3 separate regions of the Sus scrofa genome follow, and regions 2 and 3 are each linked to region 1. Evidence: chromatin contacts called from public Hi-C and promoter capture Hi-C data. All regions are on one chromosome and are shown on one strand. Each heading gives the region's core, a stretch centred on a gene start, on an enhancer-like site or on the middle of the called end of the contact. The rest is flanking DNA. Distances are from core to core; before and after follow the strand shown.

Evidence for each region. Promoter capture Hi-C pulls out the DNA fragments that hold promoters and counts their contacts. A called contact is a pair of places that touch in the nucleus more often than the background predicts.
Region 2: a promoter capture Hi-C map of liver shows a contact between it and region 1, with 2.5 times the contacts expected there. The contact joins the promoter of DNAJC2 here to the promoter of LOC106504991 in region 1. A contact is called at or near these places in 1 of 5 promoter capture datasets (liver) and 1 of 2 datasets of contacts at active chromatin or transcription factors (alveolar macrophages).
Region 3: a contact with region 1 is called in a Hi-C map of liver, with 3 times the contacts expected there. The contact joins the promoter of SYPL1 here to the promoter of LOC106504991 in region 1. A contact is called at or near these places in 1 of 5 promoter capture datasets (liver) and 2 of 47 Hi-C or Micro-C datasets (heart right ventricle and liver).

Annotation. Positions count from the first base shown.
Region 1 is chr9:104,911,453-104,914,180 of Sscrofa11.1, reverse strand. It overlaps LOC106504991, which reads left to right and starts at 1,376. Exons shown (of 3, transcript XM_013979822.2): 1 at 1,376-1,681; 2 at 1,987-2,610. The coding sequence starts at 1,376. All of the region lies in intron 1 of KMT2E (histone-lysine N-methyltransferase 2E), which reads right to left.
Region 2 is chr9:103,361,235-103,363,962 of Sscrofa11.1, reverse strand. DNAJC2 (dnaJ homolog subfamily C member 2) reads left to right here and starts at 1,364. Exons shown (of 17, transcript XM_005667716.3): 1 at 1,364-1,501. PSMC2 (proteasome 26S subunit, ATPase 2) reads right to left here and starts at 1,279. Exons shown (of 12, transcript NM_001245008.1): 1 at 1,145-1,279. The coding sequence starts at 1,214.
Region 3 is chr9:105,983,793-105,986,520 of Sscrofa11.1, reverse strand. It overlaps SYPL1 (synaptophysin-like protein 1), which reads left to right and starts at 1,349. Exons shown (of 5, transcript XM_021063515.1): 1 at 1,349-1,532. The coding sequence starts at 1,464. LOC106504993 (a long non-coding RNA gene) reads right to left here and starts at 1,261. Exons shown (of 2, transcript XR_002335905.1): 1 at 61-1,261.

The DNA.
Region 1 (2,728 bases), core at 127-2,626:
GATTCAAGACCCTATTATTGATATGGTTTTAATTTAAAGTCTACTAAAACAGACTAAATCCCACATCCCATAACAGGTGGGATAAATGGGCATGTTTGGGAAGGAAAAAAAATTAAGAACTACAGCCTCACTTTTTTACTTACAGAATTCTGACAGCATGCTAGAAGACAATTTCAAAGGGCAACAAAGCATGGAACTCCACTTTATCAAATTCACAATTAATTAATCTAAGGAATTCCTAAGGAATGCTTTAATATATGGGAAAAATGGATGCAAAATATAATAGTGAGAACAAGTATCTCCACACCCAGTGAAGTAACAGGTTTAGGCTTGTTTGTACAGCTCCCTAAAAATTAAACTCAAAGAGTACAAAAACCAAAATTCAAAAAACTGGTCAAGAGTTGGATGGGAAACGTTCCACTCCAGATTAAAACGTTTAATCATACAAAATAGTGTAATACTTTACACTTGCTAAATATTTTAATTTACTTTGTTACTGAATAATAGACGCTTGGGCTAAACCAAACAGAAACTGTTTTTTGTCCCCAAATAATTTTTTTAAAAATATTCAAGAACACCCAGCCTCATTACTGAAATTTCTAAGGCTACCTGAGTGTTTTTATTTTTTTCAAAAGTGGTGTCATTTCATTTGCCTCTCAGGAAAAACCCATAAAATTAATCAACTAAAACACAGCATTGTAATTTGCAGTAAAATCAACACACTTGTGTAAACGGATTGGGGAAGAAAAAAAAAAACAAAAACCAGTCTTTTCATGTAAACATAATAAGCCTGTAATATGCTGCAGACAAACGCACTGCATGGGGTGTGGAGGACCCGAGCTGATTAGATTACCACAACATCAGCCTGGGGCCGCCATTTTTAGAATCTGTAAAGGACAAAAGAGGGAAATTTCACTTTTTACTGCCCATCTCTGAGATTCAAGGAAAAAACGGACTGTCTGCCAATTAGGTACTGATGTCTCCAGTCCAGAGTTGAATGCACCTCACTTAATTCTCTCCAAGGTCTCCAGAACTCCAAATACCTTACGCTATTCACATCTCTAAAAAGGGGGGGAAATGGGCAAAACGGGGTTTACTCTAAAGCTAACTCCAGCGATTTCCCTTCGACTTTAAACTGTATCGTTCTTGAGACAGAGTCTGGCAAGAACGGATCTCTACCGAACGGAGGCCGGTGGAAGAGAGCCCTCCGGATTGTTTTCTCTCTCCCCCTCCCCCGTTTAGCACAGTGAACCGTTTGTTTCTCTTCTGTGCCTGCTGCCACAGTGTTTGTGCCAATCCCTTGGTCAAAATCAGCTTTCCTGAAATGTGCCATATTGTGGCTTCTAAGCCTCCGGTACAGTAAAGGACGGCGATAATGCAAGAGGAGTGGGGGAGGAGACTGAGAAGGCTGGGTACTGGGGTGACCACCTCAGGGGCGGGTTTACCCTCTCCCGGGGAAGATGAGGAGCGGTCTCGTTCTCCCACAAAGGGAGAGACCCAGGGCGTTCTTTCCACCCCCTTTGCATTTATGAGAAAATTAAGCCACAGACTGCCCGGCAAGAATGGAAGTAGCAGAAGAAAATGGGGCCTATACGGGTTCCCAGCACCTGAACAAGATGCGGCAGAGGAAAGGGAGAGCTGGCAGCTCCTGGGACCTCTTCGAGCACAAACCCCACTAACAGTCAGAAGCCTCCCTCCTCACCCAAGCGGCCCTAACCCGCTGCCGGCGAGGAGTGCGCCCCCTCCCTAACTCCCACTCTCTAGGGGGTTTAACTGCCAGTTTCCCCCTTCCCCAACCCTAAAACCCGCCATAATGCTCCCTTTCTAGGGACAGGGAGGAAAAAGAATAAATTCGATTCAAACGAGCAACGTCTTGCCCCCGCCAAGACACCTGAGAGCCAACGTCGATTCCCCCCCGCCCCCCCGGAAGGATAAAGATGAGAAAGCCCCCTCCCCCTGGAAACACACGTCTCTCCATCCCGCAAGCCCCATGAACTCCCAAGGAGACGACAGGCACTGACCTGCGATGTTCACACACCAGACACCCGAACCCCGTTATGTGCTCGACCCCCAAGGAGTCTCTCCACACCTCCGCGGTCAGGCGACCCCCCGATAGCAGCCACTGCGGACACAGGACCCGGCTCCACACACCCCTCCCCAAACAGCAGCGCGAAGCCTCTTCACCAGCAACCGAGGAGTAGGGGAGGGGGCACCGAAGCAGTCAGCAGGAACGCAGAGGCGACGGCGAGGCTGCTCAGAGTGTCTATGCCCCCTCTGTTGCCGCTCCCGACTCCGGCACGGTCTCCGACTCGGCCCCCTGCGCCCGCTCAGTGTCACTGCCGCTCGCTCTGGGAAAATGGCGGCGACGGCGGCGGCGGCCGCGGCGGCGGCGGCGGCGGCGGCCGCGGCGGCGGCAAGTGCACGGGGCCCGCCCGCCCCGCTCCGCAGGGGCAGAGGGGGAGGGGACGAAGCTGCCTGCCGCCATTTTGCTTGTGGGCTGCTGCCCGCCGTTGCCTCTCCAGGGAGGCTCGAAGACGGCCAACTGGAGGCAGAGAGGTGGACAGAGTCTCCGTCTGTTTCACAACAGATGCATTCAACAATTCACTGAAGGTTTGGGGAAGTTTCGGAATTTGGTGGGATTGGTTCTTTATCCCTTTTCCCTGAGTAGCCCTCAAGTCTGGATATCGGTGAGCTCGCGCGCGCGCGCCACTACTGGGTGGAAGGATAC
Region 2 (2,728 bases), core at 115-2,614, 1.6 Mb after region 1:
AGAGTAAGATGAAAGGAGAGGAAGTGCTCTCTCTGATGGGTGGGTGGAAACTAAGAAAGGGTGCTAGAAGAGGTTGAAAGTATTTAGGGAGGAAAGAGTGAGAGACAAGACAACCAAAAACCACCATAAAAACATTTAAAAAGAGCCTATAAGGGACAAAAGAAAATGGCATAAAGAGGATTCTATAAGAAGGGCTACTGTGAAGAAATCAAGTACAGAAGTGCTGCGGGTCAAGGGTCAAGTGCATAGTCTCTAAGGAGAGTAATCCAGGACTACCTGTAAAGATTACCACTTCATTTCTAAAATTTACCCTACAGCTTGTGTTTGTGCGTGTGGTCAAGGTTATATGAACAAGGTTACTCATTGCTCTATACTGGCCAATAGTTTGGAAGCAAACGAAACGTCCATCAGCGCTGCTGAACACCTAATAACTGGGAATACCATACAGACAACACGGACTCTAAATGATATGAACTTATCCCTAAAGCATACTAAGACGGTCTTAAAAGGCACAGGTAAATCATGTAACACTTATGTAGAAAAATATAAAAGGAATATATAGGCAAACTTGCTTGTATATACATAGCCAATGTCTAGAAAAATAAAGCAAAATGGCAACATCAGTTGCCTTCGTGTGTAAGAGGTAGCTAGGGTCAAGGATGAGACACTTTTCAATCTGTCCTTTCCTGTCCTTAGGGTTTTGAACCATGTGAATTCATGTCAAAGAAATGTTTTTTAAAAAAGAAAACAATGTCTCAGGATCCTGGCAACACAGTGATAGCAGCAAACTGTCACCTGAGGGGGAGGTAAGACAGTAAAGAGGATCCAGCGGGGTTGACCAAGCGCCGCCAGGAGAACATTTCGAGGCCTGCAAGGCCAAGAGGGGTACATGACTTAAAGCCTGAGAGCTAAATATAAGAACTTCGACCAGCTGGAGATGAGTATGGAACTTAGAGCTGGAAGAGGGGAACGGAGAAAACAGGGAGGTCAACCCGGCCGCCGCCCCCAAACTAGATCACTAGCCCCACAAAAGCGACGGAGCGCCAAGCCCGGAGCAGGAATCCAGCCCCCACACCCCACCCCTCACCCCGGGGACCAAGACTGGTCCCGCCCCGGCCCGGAGCTCCAGCCGGCGTAAACTGACCTCGGATGGGCTTATCGTCCTTCTCATCTTCTTTGGTTTTCCGCTGATCGGCACCGAGGTAGTCCGGCATTTTAGGAGCTCCAAGTGCCTCGGGACCCGTGTGATTACACAGCACCTTCCTCGTTTCCGGTGGTGCCCTCCCTCTCCCTTCCCCACCGGAAGTAAAGCTGGATCTGCGGGCCCTTTTACAGCCGCGCCAGGCGGAAGAGCGCTCTGGACCCGCGCTGGCTTCAGATCGCAGTTAATGACAGTACGTGGGATTTCCTGTTGGAAGGAAGCGTTGGTCTAAGGTCTAACCTGGTCCCGCACCATGGGCAGTTCCCCGAGCAACAGATTTCAAGACCAACTCAGGCTCAGGTGCTGAGTTTAAATCCTGCTTTAATCATTTACTCTGTACTCTTGGGTAATTTCTTGAATTTTGGTGTTAATTTCCCCGTGAACTCACAGCATTGTGGGTGCATAAAATAACAGTGTGAAGTACGTAGCATAATTAGTTACGCGATGAGTACGGGCTAGATTTACAAATAGAGTGAAGGTAAATAGGAGTTGTTCATTAATTTGATGTTAACAAGGGATGAGAAAGTAGGTGGTTTCAATTTTTGAGCCTGCTGCCATACAGTGATAACGATGGTCAGGGTAAAGAGCAGGTTTTGAAAGAAATTAATTTGGAAGATGAGGAATGGAAGAGAGCAGTTAGGAAACAATTGTAGAATTTAGAAATGAAAACAGTAATAATAATGAAAAGCCTGACCCTTCTGTACACAGTCCGTAGAGTAAAAATGCAACCCACAGGATGGGAGAAAATATTTATAACTCATATATCTGGCAATAGGTTAATATCCAGAATACATAAATAAGTAAAACTCAATAACAAGAAAACAAACAATTGGTCTTTTTTCAACAAACAGTGTACTTGAATGGACATCTCTTCAAAGAAGTTATACAAGTGCTTAATAAGCACATGAAAAGATGCTCAACATCACTAGACCCTGGGGGGTTGCAAATCAAAACCGTGAGATACCACTTTTTACCCATTAGAGTGGCGACTACCCGAAGAAAAAAGTGTTGGGAGGATGTGGAGAAAATGGAAACCTTGTGTACTGCTGGTGGGAATATAAAAAGGCGTAACCACTATGGAATACAGTATTGCAATACCTCAAAAAGTTAAAAATAGAATTATCAAATGAACCAGCACTTCTAGTTCTAGGTATATACACAAAATAATTGAAAGCAGGGTCTCAAAGAGGTATTTGTTCTTCCATGCTCACAGCAACATTATTCACAACAGTCTAAATGTGGAAGCAACCCAGGCAACAGATGAATGGAAAAATAAAATGTGCACACAATGGACTGTTATTCCCAACCCTAAAAAGGAAAGAAATTCTGACATATTATAATTGTTAAGACATGATCCTGAGTAAATAAGTCACAAAAAGATCACTGGTGTGTGATTTCACTTATATGAGGTACCTATAGTAGTCAAATTCACAGAAATTTAAAGTAGAATGACGGTTGCTAGAAGGGAGGTGGAAATGTTGAAGTGTTGCTTTATGGGTGTAAGAGTTTCAGTTTGGGAGGTCCCGC
Region 3 (2,728 bases), core at 100-2,599, 1.1 Mb before region 1:
AACAAAATTTAAAAAAAATAAAATAAAAGAGTAAGCAGAAAAACTTGGATTATCACTTACCAGTGGTCTCAGATGCACTGGGTACCAATGTATGTTACTTTCCACTGATTCTGCCTTGAGGGGCATCTCTGATGCCTTTTTGTTTAGAAAGAGGAATCTGCCATCATTCACTAGGTGCCCACTGAACATAAATAAGGCTGTGCTGAGGACTGAGAAGTGGAAGTCAGGATAAAAAGAGTAAGAGTGTGGACCAGAAAATTGAAATACATTCTTTGCACTCTCTGGGAAGCAAGTAAGTAGGTAAACCAGTCTCAGATGAGAAAGGATTAGCTTCCTAGAAAGACAGTCAATAAGAGCGGAATGACTTCAATCGCAAGGAACCTGCTAATTCATAGATCACTGCTCAGACGTTGGTAGGAGATTCTACTGTGCGAAATTCCTTTCTTCTCCATGTATTGCTACATGGTGTTAGCCATCTTACCATACACGCCAAGCCGCCAGCATTCCAGCTCTCCAATCTTCCTAGATTTGGGGGAAGGCAGTAAGGAGATCATTACTTCGGGGCTCGGATAACTGGATGCCAGGAAGTGTCACCCAAGGCGACTCTTGAAGGGAAAGCAGGAATTAGTCTTCCGTAGAAAGACTCCAAGAGCTTCCCACGCGGAGAACTTAATGGACAGGGTAGGACAGGTGGGTAAGCCATTTTCTGGTAGGTATAACCTTTCTCCTACATCTCTCAAGCCTAACTCCAAAGATGGCTTTGACAAAGTTAATTTCCATAAGAATATTTGGTGAATGACGCTTCTGACAGAGATACCCTACACTTCTGTCGCTCAAAGTCCGTTGTTCTGCAATAACTTTCCACCAGTTTGACAACAGGTCCCTAACACCAGCCTTGAAATGCGGCTTCATCTGTGTCAATATTTTTTTAAATCCACCTAAAAGTTGGGAACTGTGGCGGTAAGCCGGAGGAAAAGAACTTGGTACGGCGAGGTGGTGAGACCACGAAGCGGAAACTTGGGCTGGGCGCGAGGTAACGGCCCCCGCTACGCAGGCGCAGGGTGGGGGCACGCATGCGCGACAGAAACCCGAACGCCGGGGGCAGGACTTGAGGGAAGGGGGCGCGGCGCAAGCAGCATGGCGTCCAACATCTACTTGGTTCGCCAGAGGATCAGCCGGCTGGGCCAGGTGAGGCCCAGGGAGGCACCGCCCCTTCCCTGCCCCTGCCCCGCCCCCGCCTCCCGCGGCCGCCCCTCCTTCTCTCCGCCCCAGCGCTTCGGCCAGCGGCTCAACCGCCGCCGCCCCGCCCCGCGGCCTCCCAGGTCCGCCTCCCAGGCCGCCTCCCAGGCCCGCCTCCCGGAGCCCGCCCCGCCTGCCCTTCCTCGCGGCCTGGCTGCTGGTCTCGTCCGTCCCCCTCCTCCTCCTGTCCGCCGTCCTGACTCTTTCCCTCCTTCCCTCAGAGGATGTCCTCCTTCCAGCTCAACCTCAACCCGCTCAAGGAGCCGCTCGGCTTCATCAAAGTCCTCGAATTGGTGAGTGCAGCCCGCTCCGGCGAGGCGGGGAATCGCGCCTCCGCGCCCGCTCCTGCTGCCACTACAGCCGGCCAGCGCCCTCGGCTGGGAGGTGGCGGGGGCGGGGCGGCGCCCCGGGATCCCAGACGCCGCCCCGCCCGGGCGGACCCCTAAGCTGCCGTCGTCCCCGGGACGGGACGGGAAGGGTCGGGACTGCACGCACGGGGAGGGGACGGTGGCCGCGGCCTGGGCCCGCGCGGGGCGGGGACGATGCGGTCGCGACGAATCACGGGTGCCTCGGCTGCGTCCGGCCGGGGGGAGCCGCCCTCCCACACCCAAGCTCACCTCGGTGTCCCGGGGGAGTGGTGCTTCAAATTTCTCTTTGGCTTCACTGCTTCCCGCAAGGGAAGAGAAAACTTCCTGTTGCGGTCTAACCGAAACCCGACGGACCGAAGTCGCTTTGCGGCCGGCGGTGCCTCTGTACCCGGGTGGAAAGGGTCAGCCTGTGTGTTGCTGCCCTGGGCTAACTTGAGGCCACGCTCCTTCGAAAGCTAGTGCGCCTTCCCAAAGTGATTTGACGAGCTCTCAGTTAATTTGCTTTTAAGATTGCCTCTAAGTTAAATATGGATAAAAGTAAACTGTGGGTCAGGGAAGCGGACGGGGGTAGGGGAGTAGGGGAGAGGGTCTTTGAACAAAACGTGTTCTTGATAGTCTGATCCACTTAAACACAAGTTAGGAATCGCCATCAAATTTATTTGGGGTATTTCCCAGCAACATCCTGCAGTCAGGGAACACTCTCAATCATTAACATCAAAGGAGATTTATTACTTCGACCTTGGTAATGATCAGTCACTGCGGAGGAGTTAGTGAATGCACCAGGCACTGCACATTACCTTCAGACTTCGTGGCCTAGCCCGTGTTCCAGGGCTGGTTTTTAGGCCTGTATTAATAGGCAGCTGGCGTCTGTACAGCGTGCAGGCAAGTTGCTTTTACAGCTAGCCGTATTTACGTCCGTAACTCTTCAACCCCATATTTTAGTGATAAACTGGTGAAGGGTAAGAACTTCTGATTCCCCGTTTTAAATAACCTGCCGAGGATGTTTCTTAAAGTAACACGGAAACTCAACTTTTCTAATTGGGTACTCAGTCTGATCTCCTTCCTACCCAAAGTTTCCTATGTTTCTCCCCAGTTTTTACTTGGTGTCTTCTGAACACCGA